Regions from separate parts of the Zea mays genome. Here region 1 is linked to region 2. The links are chromatin contacts, called in public Hi-C maps. All regions are on one chromosome and are shown on one strand. Each heading gives the region's core, a stretch centred on a gene start, on an enhancer-like site or on the middle of the called end of the contact. The rest is flanking DNA. Distances are from core to core; before and after follow the strand shown. Region 1 has its middle 63 kb from the start of LOC103642369. Region 2 holds the start of LOC100272754.

Region 1 (6,308 bases), core at 1,608-4,107, 370 kb before region 2:
CTTGACGGGAAGTTGTTCGTCAACACGCAGCAGTCCCCTACCTGGCACGCCAACTGTCGGCGTTTCGACCCCGGGGGGTCCCTGGACCGACGAGTAAATTGTCGCTGCGTGTCCCAGCCCAGATGGGTCCGCGCGAGACGGAACACAAGGGGGGAAAACAGTAAGGGGAAACCGCAGCCTCGTGTTGTCCTGCGCCCAGGGCGGATGCGCTTGCAGTAGGGGGTTACAAGCGTTCGCGAGGGAGAGAGGCAGAGAGAGACTGTCCGCCAGCCCGTTCTCCCGCGCGGCCACCTTCTCGTACGAGAGCCCTGGACCTTCCTTTTATAGATGTAAGGAGAGGGCCCAGGTGTACAATGGGGGGTGTAGCAATGTGCTAACGTGTCTAGCAAAGGGGAGCCAGAGCCCTATGTACATGTCGTCGTGGCTGTCAGAGAGGTGTTGCTGCCCTGTTCATGTGATGTCATGGCCGTCGGAGGAGCGCTTGAGCCCTGTGGAAGCACAGCTGTCGGGGCTATCGGATCCTTGCTGACGTCTCCTTGCTTCCGTAAGGGGCTGAGAACCGCCGTTGTCATGGAGCATGCGGGGTGCCATCATTACTTGTTTTACTGGGGCGAGCCAGATGGGACGCCGGTCTTGTTCCCCATAGCCTGAGCTAGCTAAGGGTAGGGTAATGATGGCCCCTCCTGTGACGTGGTCGGTTCGAGCCCGAGGTCGAGCGAGGTGGTGACTCCTCCGAGGTCGAGGCTGAGTCCGAGCCCTCGGGTCGGGCGAGGCGGAGACCGTCTTCCAGAGTCGAGGCTGAGTCCGAGCCCTGGGGTCGGGCGAGGCGGAGACCGTCGTCCGAGGTCGAGGCTGAGTCCGAGCCCTAGGGTCGGGCGAGGCGGAGACCGTCGTCCGGCGTCGAGGTTGAGTCCGAGCCCTGGGGTCGGGCGAGGCGGAGACCGTCTTTCGGCGTCGAGGTTGAGTCCGAGCCCTGGGGTCGGGCGAGGCGGAGACTGTCTTCCGGCGTCGAGGTTGAGTCCGAGCCCTGGGGTCGGGCGAGGCGGAGACCGTCTTCTGGCGTCGAGGTTGATTCCGAGCCCTGGGGTCGGGCGAGGCGGAGCTTCCTATGGCGCCCGAGGCTGGACTTAGCTGTTGTCGGCCTCACTCTGGCGAGTGGCACAGGAGTCGGAGCAGGGCAGGCGGCGTTGTTTTCCTGTCAGGTCAGTCAGTGGAGCGGCGAAGTGACTGCGGTCACTGCGGCCTTGTCGACTGAGGAGCGTGCGTCAGGATAAGGTGTCAGACGATCCTTGCATTGAATGCTCCTGCGATACGGTCGGTTGGCGTGGCGATCTGGCCAAGGCTGCTTCTCCGCGAAGCCTGCCCGAGCTGGGCCTCGGGCGAGTCGAAGGTGCGTCCGTTGTTTGAGGAGACCCCCGGGCGAGGCGTGAATCTGCCTTGGTCTATTGTTCCTGCCCGAGGTTGGGCTCAGGTGAGACGAGATCGTGTCCCTTGTGTGGATGAAGCCTTGACTGGAATCGCGCCCATCAGGCCTTTGCAGCTTTGTGCTGATGGGGGTTACCAGCTGAGATTAGGAGTCTTGGGGGTACCCCTAATTATGGTCCCCGACAGGCCTCGCAGTGGATCCCTAGCCATTCACCTTGGGAGTGTCTAAGGGTCTCGCAAACCCTGGCTAAACGGGAAACATGTCTTGTGGGTAAAGTTGTGAAACCTCTGCAGAGTGTAAAACTGATATATCAGCAGTACTCACGGTCAAGAGCGGCTCAGACCCTCACATGAATAACTTATGAAATTAAACTTAATTTGTCATATGCATTGCATTGTTGGATTTATTATTAATTGTGATCTCTTATTTTATTGGAATGATATCTACTTATACTTAGTAACTGCAACTAAAATTTTGACCAACTTATTAAAAGAAATGCTCAGGCTTAACCCTATTTGTTAATGAGCCTTACACTTTACATGAGCCCCGTCGTAAGTGAGCTCATGCATATTATTCCCTACAACTTGTTGAGTGACGAACATATGCGAGCTCAACCTTGTTGTACTAACCCCCGGTCATGGACAGGTACCGCAAGATAAGCAACATGAAGGATGGCGTGATGAGTTCATGAGAGGTCTAGGTCGTCGTCTCCCAGTCAACTATGGTTGCGAAAGATCGTTGTCTTCATATGATGTATTTATTTAGCTATTTTGTACAGAACCTCAACTATATAATAAAGATGTGACATTCATTTCTATACCATGAGTTATCATATGTATGAGACTTGATACTAGCACATATTTGTTTCGCGCCCGAGTTTGCCCTTAAATCCAGGTGTGATAGTACGGGCGACCCGATGAGTGCCCATACCACATGGGTATGAGTATGGGGATAAATTCATATCTACCCGTAGATATGGGTGGCTCGACATGATTATTTATTCTCGAGGGTGTGTATGAGATAGTAATATTCGATGAGTATTTACGTATTGTCATCTCTAACCTGGTTGCCGCTTATACAATCAGTGCCAGTCTGTTTACACGACCCATTCAGGGCCCTCAATCCTCGAATTCGGCCTTCTTACTCGCCGGCCCATTTTCTTGTGCTCGTGACTCTTGAGTGTTCTCCGGTTGTCTTGCCGCCACGGCTGACTTGGACGCCCGCCTCCTGAGTAGTTGGGAAAGTGATGCTGACAGTACGGCCCATAGCCATTCCGTGTATGAACCGTGTCTGCTCCTCTGCTCCATCCTCCTTTGCTGCTGTTGCCGAATGCCGACACATGGCGGAAAGGCCTCAGCGCCGACGACCGACGGTCCCGCAACCCCAGGCATCCGGAGTCGGCAACCCGCCCACCCCGGAAATATCTCGCACATGACATGGCGCGTGGTCGGCGTGGGCCCACTGCACAGTTGGGAGTTGGGACAGGTGCCGAGGTGTGGACGGCCGGGATCGGAAATGTGACCTACGCACGGCACGTCAGGAGGTTCCGTGTTGTGGACAGCGACACGCTGGACACTTGGATGTGCTTAGCAGCACAATTAGATATGGCCACGTCAGATTGGAATGTGACGTCGTCACTCGTCAGTGACCGCTGGATCTTTCTCAAAGTCTGTTATCTGAGCTTTGCAACAGGGATTTTGGCATGGGCCCACTGCACAGCCGAAAGGTTAAGTTGATACGGTACGGCTACATCTTCAAGTGCTAGTTTAGTAGAACAAAAGTGTGTTGACGAAATAGAGAACGTGTTGAGCAGATGTGTATTTGCGGAATTGAAGTTACACTTTCTGGCTTTAGTGGTACGGGCTCTGGTTACTTCAAGGAGAAGGAATTGGGAATCCAAAGTCGATCTTGATCATAATCTTAGGATAGAGAGCAAGAGCTTTTCTAAATTTCACTATTTATAATATCATTTATAGTGTTATTTACATAAAAACTGTCTTCTATATTTTTTCACTATCCATAAACTTTTCTCTATATTTCTTATAGTTATTGTCATTTTCTATCTTTGATTAATGAAGTCCATATTAATAGAAAACAAGTATATTGGGATGACTATTTAAAAAGATTGTTAGTATTTTTTTTTAAAAAAACTATATTTCTAGCTATTAGAAAGGATATAAAGAGTCCCCTAATAAAGTTGCTCTAAGAATGCACGGTGGCCTATGCTTTCCAACTCTATAGTTTGCCTTTCTTCACGCGCTGGATCTGCTAGGGAATTGGGAATATTAGGGACATGCGATGCTCATAAAGATTTATGATTTTGGCAGAAGAGAAAAGATTAAGAACAAAGTGGTTGATAAAGAGCCACTTGGGGACTGCTGCTGTGGCTGTGGTTAATTTTATACAATGCTAATTGCTAGATAGTCTGTACGCATGACATGCTTTCTTGGAAGTGCACTTAATTTTGGGCGTGCAACACGCTCCAAACTTTCTGCAAAGTTTATATATATATGAAAAATAACAAAAACAGGATATCTTGGTGACTTTTCGGGTCTTTATTTTTTTGGTCCATGTAACCAGCGAGGATTATCCACCATAACCACAACATAGATAATAGATTCACTGCTGCAAAATGCAAAATCTATATCGGTTAGGAACTGGCTACAATACGGGACTACCAACCGGTACCTAAAGACCTCGATCTTTAGTCTCGATTGTATGAACTAGTACTAAAGAGATGACTTTAGGACTAGTTGACTTGAACCGGTACTAAAAGACGTAACCTTTGTACCAGTTCATACAAAAACCCAGGGCCGGCCCTGGGGGTGCAAGCGGTGCCACCGCACCGGGCCCCACAAAGCTAGTGGGCCCCACCCCATCAAAAATATTCCACGGACGGACTCACGGACCCTGCAGCCTATAGGCTATAGCGATCGACCGATCGTTCGCCTTCGCCTGCCGCGGTGCCGCCCGCCTAATCGCCTGCCTGGCGTCCGCTCGGCCGCTCCCGCAGTCCCGCGTCCTGGGCTCCTCCTAGCGGTTGGCAATCAGATATTCAGATCAGCCGAGCCGATCAGTCAATCACCGCCACCGGATCACCGATCAGGTGATCACGATCGCCGTTCGCGGATCCGGCGATCCCTCCCTGCGTGGTCCTGCGTCCTGCGAGCTATTTAAGGTAACTGATTGTTGGCTTATTGTTGGCTTAATCTAATTAACAAATTTAAGATAACTGATTAATAATAATAACCACACTATTTAGATATGTATAGTCATTCTTATGTTATCATTCAATTTGTGATATATATCTTTTTTATTTTCAGTGCTTTGTGTAATCATGTCATCGAGAAGATATCCATCTGGAAGTGAAAAAAGGAAAAGGAAAAACGTGTGGATGATCTCATAGACTCATAGAGAGGAGCTATTGACAAGTTTTTCAAGAGCAATGCTAGTGCTTCGACGAATCCAAATGATGCGTTTGCGTTGGCAATAGTTCTCGTGGGGACAGAGGAACCAACCAATGAGAAATCTAGAGAAGAAGAACATGTTGATATCAACGCCGATGATAACAATGTAAGTGACCATGAGAATATGTCTAATTCATCAGATGCACATGCACAGTTTGGTAGTGTTGATGAACAACCTGACATTTTGAAAGGGAAATAGGCTAAAACATTTTCCTAATTGATTTTGGTGGTTGAATTGCCCAACACAAATAATTGGACTAACTAGTTTGCTCTAGATTATAAGTTCTACAGGTGCCAAAGTTTCACAATAAACCAATAGAAAGTTAAAAGAGAGGGTTCAAAAAAAAGGAGCAAAGCAACCAAAGGCTGCCCTGGTCTGGCGCACCGGACTGTCCGGTGTGCCACCGGACAGTGTCCGGTGCACCACCGACAGTGTTCGGTGCACCAGTGTGGATCAACTCCAACTCGCTAGCTTCGGGAATTTGGGGAGCCACTCCGCTATAATTCACCGGACTGTCCGGTGTAGCACCGGACTGTCCGGTGTGCCAAGCGGAGCAACGGCTAACTGCGCCAACGGTCGTCTGCAACAGCTACAGTGAACAGTGCGGACTGCACGCGCAGAGTCAGAGCAGGCGCCAGAAAGCGCACCCGACAGTGAACAGTGACTGTCCGGTGCACCACCGGACTGTCCTGTGGCCCCACTTGTCAGGGCTCCAACAGTCGAACCCCAACGGCTGGGTGACGTGGCTGGCGCACCGGACTGTCTGGTGCGCCCTTCGACAGCAGCCTTCACCAACGGCCACTTTGGTAGTTGGGGCTATAAATACCCCCAACCACCACACTTCATTGCATCCATGTTTTCAGACATTCCACTCAATACAAGAGCTAGTGCATTCAATACAAGACACAAATAGAGTGAATCAAAATCTCTCCAAGTCCCAATTCCACTCAAAGCAATTAGTAACTAGAAGAGAGAGTTTTGTCGTGTTCTTTTGAGCTCTTGCGCTTGGATCGCTTTTCTTCTTCCTCCATTTCTTGTTCTCAAGTTCTTTGTAATCAAAGCAAGAGACACCAATTGTGTGGTGGTCCTTGTGGGGACTTAGTTCCCAATTGATTGAGGAGAAAAGCTCACTCGGTCTAAGTGACCGTTTGAGAGAGGGAAAGGGTTGAAAGAGACCCGGTCTTTGTGACCACCTCAACGGGGAGTAGGTTTGCAAGAACCGAACCTCGGTAAAACAAATCACCGTGTCATCTGCTTTATTTGCTTGTGATTTGTTTTCACCCTCTCTTTCGGACTTGACTTTAATTCTAACGCTAACTCCGGCTTGTAGTTGTGTAAATTTTATAAATTTAAGATTTGCCTATTCACCCCCCTCTAGGCGACTTTCAATTGGTATCAGAGCCCGATACTTCAT
Region 2 (6,393 bases), core at 842-3,341:
ACGTAGTTTAAACAACGTTTAAACGTAGTTTTAATAACACTGTTGTTTACACTGTTTGCAAAGTGAAGTTTGAGATAGAGGATAAGGGATCTGCTAGAGATGGCCTAATATAGTAAACATTATAGTTTTGGCTATTCACTTAAATGAAGATAGATTTTTTTTTAAAAATCTAAGGGAATAATCATAGTGGCATTAGCGATCTGGTTTATTTGGGAAGACAAAGCTAGCGCAAATTAAGGCCTGGAAATTTTGACCTAGATGAAAGCAACATTCGAAGTAAAGAATATGCTGACTACCATGCATTCGTCTGTCTTGAGCACAACATATTTCCAGAATCACCATCAAGAGTTCCAGAATTTTGGCAAGCAGTTTTTGCATAATTAGTCTGTTGAATTCAACCAACTATACAACCTTTCTAATAAGGCAATAAAATGATGATACTGATGTATTAGTGAGAACGAAAAATATTTAAGACTCAAGAGTACCACATATATTTTATTATGGACAGCTTAGCAAGATTTCTATTTGTAAAAAGAGTAGCAAAATGACCAGGCAGGTTAAAATCATTTAGACAAACAAGGAAAGATCTGTGGCCACCAGGGTTCGGCATACAGATGAGAACGTGAATCAGGAATCCGAGAGTATATTTCAGATTTTGGGACCATCCCAAATGCCGCTTCTAAGTGTAAATTCATGGTTTTTTTAACTTAATTTCTCATTCTAGCGGTTCTGGAACTTGGATCAAGTTCTGCATTCAGTTCGCCCAGCAAAGTCTATCATAAGTCTCAAACCATAATTACAAATGAGAAAATTGGACGAGACAATTGCATATTTGGGACTCTAAACATAACGCTCCGTAATATTGCCATCCAAAAGATTTACTTCGCAAAAAGGGGACTACAAACATCTACTCGATTATACTACAATTTAGCCTATAGTCTAGCTTTTCTAATCTAATTTCATGTATTTTTCCCTGATTAGCCGCTTGTAGCCCTATGTAATTATACGCAGCTCGCCTGCTCTCTCGCGCTCACCAGGATCAAGTGAACAGCTGGCCAACAGGAAGCTAGTATTTGTAAATTGTAGATTCGTCAGCAGCAGGAAGCTAGTATTTGCAACTTGCAGCTTGTCTGCACTCACCAGCATGAAGCTAGTATTTGCAACTTGTAGGATGCAAACAACTCTTATTGCTCACGTAATGCTCATGAAACACCAGGACAACGATACAGCTTTTCCATGGTCGGTGTGTCCATGGGCTATGATGCAGACGAGGCGCCCTGTCCAGCATGACATCGCCCAGCACGACCTCACCTAGCGCGATCTCGCCCAGCGTGGTGGTCGGCGCGGCAGCGGCCTCGGCCAGCGCGCAGGGTCGAGCTCGGCAGATGGCGCAGCAGGGGTGAGCCCGGGCCTGGACGGGGCATGGGGCGGCTGTGGGCAGGACGGTAGCCGGTCGTCCATGGCGGCATGGAGACAAAACGCACGCACAAGGTAATTTGGTCTCCTTAGATACAAAATACAGGGAACCAAGTAATAAAAGGAAGATTATACAATAACTGGTAGTATAATCAATTAGAAGATGTTTGTAGTCCCTATTTTGCGAAATAAATCTTTTGGATGGCAATATTGCGAAGCGCTATGTTTAATGTCCCAAATATGCAATTGTCACGAAATTGGACCGATAAGGTTACGGTTCTGTCATCTGTCAACAAGCAGACGAGAGGAAATCAAAGCTGAGCTTACTACCTGATGCATGGAGAAGCACATCCTCTCCCCCAGGGTGGTCCTCCAAGAACTTGGTCACATCATACACCTGAAACCAACCAGCCAGAAAAACAATCAGAGGCCGACCAAACCATATCAGAGGTCGGATCTCTCTCTTCCCCACAGATGCAAGAGAAGCACAGCAAGGATGATCTTCTTCTCACTCGCCTTGCCGCCGATGACGACCCAGCAGTCCTTCCTGGAGGCGTGGAGAGTAACCTCGGATGCGAAGAAGAGCTTCTTGGCCTCCCCTGCCATGGATGGCAGCCGACGGACACCACAGGCTCTTGGTCAAACTCCCTTTCTTGACGACTGCCTTGTCTTTAGAGACGGATGCGGAGGATAGAGGTATCAGGCACCGAGGGAGGGGTAAATCTTGGAGCAAGCAGGTGAGCACGCCAAGAGAGCTGCCTCTGTTCTGGACTTTAGTTGGTTTTAGGGTCACGGGTTGGTAGCTAGTGGCTGGGGCTCCCTCGTCGGAGAAGACGAGACGCCCACCCGTCACCGCATGTAATGGGCTTCGTTTCGAGCAGGGACATGGGCCCTCGTGCACAAAAGATAGCCCACTTGACCCACTGCGTCGTCAGTTGCCGCTGCTGGCCTCTAAAAAGGGGAAGGATTTTTTTTTTCGCTGCTGCTTACGCTCGGCTCTCCTTCCTTTTCTCCAGTCGCATGGCTGCCATTACTCCGCTGCCTGTTCATGAATGATGAATTTTAAGAATTTGTCGATCGATACTCCAAAAGTATATTTATAAGAGTTTATTTTTAAATCATATTAACACATCTTATCAAAAGTTTTGCGCAAATAAGTTATATGAGAACCAAATTCAGCTGATTTAACTAATATATCATTAATGTAAACTTTCATAGTGTTTCCCAACAACTCATAAAAGATCAAATGAATAGGCCTTTGATTAGTGACACCAACATTTTTTAAACCGAATGTCATAACCATCCACTCAAATAACGCCCGGACATATAAAGATCGTTTTAGACGTATCTTTCTCGATCAGGAAGGTCTGATTATATAACACATTGCCATCAAGAAAGCTAATATCTATATTTCCTGATGCATTATTAATTAACATGTCGGCTACAGGTATATGATATTCATCTTTAGGAATCGCCCTATTTAGATTTCGGAATTCAATACATACTCTGAGCTTATCTGAATCCTTCTTCTCCACCCGCACAATATTATAGATCCATTTCGTATAACTGCAAGACCTAATAAAGTTAGCTTCCAAGAGCCTGTGAATTTTGTCTTTGATCCTAGGCAATAAGTCTTGGACGAAATGATCTTGGTCTCTGCTTGAAGGGCTTGAAGCCAGACTTAATAGGTCATCGATGCTCCACTAGCTCTCGGCTTAATCCTGGCATCTCAGTGTAGTTCCAAGCAAAGCAATCAGAGTATTCTTTTAATAAGCCAATCATTTCATTCCTAGGATCGGCTTCAGGGTCTTGTTCACAAAAGTCGGTCTTGGAGTTTTACCTTCCCCTATATCAATCTCCTCCAAAGGATCGGCCGATGTAAACCCATGTCCTAATTTGTCGAGATCTCTAAATTCTTCTCTTGTGCATACCTCAAAATAGTTTGAGGCTCTCTATGCATCCGCAGACTATCCGACCTCAGGGGCCAGACTATCCAGGACAGTGGACTCTCTGCTGCACTCTCTGGTAGCCACCGGACTATCCGATGTTGGGGCGGATAGTCCGTGACAGGGTATGTTCTCTACGCCATTCTCTGGTGCACCTTGACCGTCCAGCCTTAGGGGTCGGACCGTCCACGTCCCGACAGTCACTATTTATTAGTGTGTTTATCATTTTAACCTTATTTATGATTTAGCCGACTCTAGCATTACAGGGATGAACCCTCTTATATCTATGCTTATGAACTGGTAATCAGAAAAATCGACTCCTATGAGATAGGTGGAAGTCTCATAGGTCTAGAGTACAGGGGCATCGGTTATGGCAATGCAAGCTGATGCATCGACATGTACCTGTTCTACCTTATCTCCTACCCATTGTAATAACATTTGATGTAAAGTAGAAGGTATACATTGATTTGCAAGAATCCAATATCTACCTAAGATTATACTATAATTTCCTTCTATGTTGACGACGAAGAAAGCACCAACAAGAGTCTTTGTCCCGATGGTTAATTCAACAGACATGACTCCCTTGGCCTTGATCGAACTATCGCTTCCAATGCCGCTGAGTGTCATATTAGTTTTGACTAATTTGTCATCCTGCTTCCCTAATTTTCTATACAATGAGTATGACATTAAATTCATGGCCACCCCACCATCTACCAACATTTTAGCAATCGGTACTCCATCGATATGCCCGCGCACAAAGACCGCTTTAAATGATTGACCAATTTTTTGGCTTGGTGAAGGCAGTCTCTTTAGGACCAAAATCAAATTGAGCAATAACAGGTTCATCGTCACTGATAATAGTGTAATCGGCTTAAAATGTAATCACATTTACATCCATACCTGGGTGCTCGGGCGAGGCTCTGTAGTCGACCAGGTCCTCTCCTAGTAAATCATCCTCCTCGATGTTGTCCTCTCATCCATGGGCGTCGGCGCATTGTTGGAGGCTTCCTGGTACGGTGCGGACGATCCAGACTCGAGGGTCGGACAGTCCACTGCTGGTTCGGATGGCCTGGCTTCTCGAGCTGGACTGTCCGAGGTACCTATAGGGACCTGCATAGCTGCTTTTTTGTCTTTAATTTTTTGGCCTCTTGAGTTGCTTCGACAGCCTTTGGTTTCTACCTCTTTTATGGCGGCAGGGTACTGTTGGTGTGTGTCATTAAATATTTTTCTACCTCCTTTTCCTTGCTTTCTTTTGCTCTTAAGCGCTGTAATTTGCGCTTTTGAGAACATGTTAGTCCCGATGGGTAGCATCGGGGCATGGAGTACTTCGTGTCAGTTGTTTTACTTGTTGTTCATGTGTTTCTTTCCTTGTTTGTTTTGGTTGATTTACCAAAAATTATCGGCCCTTCATTGTTCCCTTGTATGTCGACATTTGTTGTGCCAATTTTGATGATATTCCATTTCTTGTTCTCTTGGCGTACATGGATATTTTCTCTCCATGCCCCTACCGGATTGGACGACCTTTGTGGCCAAGTAGTCTGGCATCCTTGCTTGACCTGTGCCTGGTGACTAGATTGAGACGACCCTAATCGGTTTTGTATTGGTGGCGCCAACCTATCAGATATAGAAGTTTGGGGTGCTCCCCACATGGGGTACTATGGTATCTGTTACTGATATGATGGTAGGCCCCACATTTTATTTGGGGCATAGAGTGGTGGTAGGTATGCATATTGATATGGCACAAGTTGATATGGGGCGGAGGTAGTAGATAAGGCATGCATAGGCAGCTGACTGGGGGTTTGCCACTAAGATAACTAGAACTCGTCTGTTGGTGACTTGTTCTCAAATGCTATGAGTTAAGAATAAGGCAACACAAAATGTTAATGGTTAAAGACCTTTGTCCTTCAAAGCATTATCTCCCTTAGGATATAATGGTCTTCAGACGAAGGTTATGAAGGATGTACCTTCATCATCTCTGTATATAATAAAGCAAGTAGAAGCATATGAAACATGAAAAATAACATGAATAATTATATGACATTATCAGAACATTTTTATTATCTTATCATGAATAAACATGAACATTATCGAATTACATTTATACCTTCGGCTTGACAGAAGGTAAAAGTCCAAGCGTGACGTGCGAGTGAATACAAGTCAACGTGAACAGTACAGGGTTACTGTTCGCTTATTTATAGGCGCGGGACGCAGCCAGTCAAAATTACATTTACGTCCTTGATGACAAATTACAAATGTGACACAAACTATTAGGGACTAAACGGTCTTTTCCTCTTTAAGTCAGTGTCGCCCTTCGTCTCAAGGCGCGTCATTATGCCGAAGCTTTGTGGGTTGCAGCTTTGGCTTGTGCCTTCATGCTGTGTTAGTTCACATATCATACTGCCGAAGGTGTTTTTGCTTGGAGGACCTTCGGTAAAGAAGCATGCCCCCAACAGTAGCCCCTTCATGGTGCTAGATCATTTTTCGTAACGAGCTTGACCCGTGAAAAAAATCTCAAAGGCTTCGGAATGCCGAAGGTCCGAAAAACACCTTCCCTGAGCTCGTTGTCGAGAAACGATTAAAATATTCCAAGTGTCAGATGGCCCAGCGCTCAGCGGGTACGAGCGATCTGTCGATTAACCTTCCAGACGCCGAGTGGCCCACCATTCAGCGGGTGCGGGCGATTTGGCGGTTCACCTTCCCACCTGCATCACTATATAAACAGACGGGTAGGTGTGGAGTTACCACAACATTCATTGGCATTGCACTGTTGTGTAGTTAAAAAATTTAACCATAGCCAAAGCTTTTTTACTGCACTCTCGAGCGAACCATCATTTTGAGTTAGCTTCGTCAAAAAAGAGAACTTTGTCAAAACTGTGAAAGACATCAACTTCGTAAAAACCGCAAAAAATCCATCATATGGCTAGAGTACGCTCGACTGCAAGGGTGACTCGTGAAGGAGAGGAGACCGAGGCCACCAAGACAGCTCCCGTTTCCGAAGTCATGAGACAGTCGGGTTTAGTTGTGACAGAGG

What was found. A called contact is a pair of places that touch in the nucleus more often than the background predicts.
Region 1: a Hi-C map of tassel shows a contact between it and region 2, with 4 times the contacts expected there. The contact joins the enhancer-like site here to the promoter of LOC100272754 in region 2. A contact is called at or near these places in 2 of 25 Hi-C or Micro-C datasets (ear and tassel).

The regions. Positions count from the first base shown.
Region 1 is chr10:33,739,905-33,746,212 of Zm-B73-REFERENCE-NAM-5.0, reverse strand. No RefSeq gene overlaps it. Among protein-coding and RNA genes, the nearest start is that of LOC103642369, 63 kb to the left of the region's middle. Within about 2 kb of position 2,857, at least 17 of the 20 cell types and tissues checked have an H3K27ac peak or open chromatin away from gene starts, as enhancers often do. A contact at or near this core is called in ear and tassel, where this site is marked.
Region 2 is chr10:33,372,195-33,378,587 of Zm-B73-REFERENCE-NAM-5.0, reverse strand. It overlaps LOC100272754, which reads right to left and starts at 2,091. Exons shown (of 4, transcript NM_001147207.1): 1 at 1,933-2,091; 2 at 1,747-1,813; 3 at 1,141-1,431. The coding sequence starts at 2,022. The coding sequence ends at 1,151.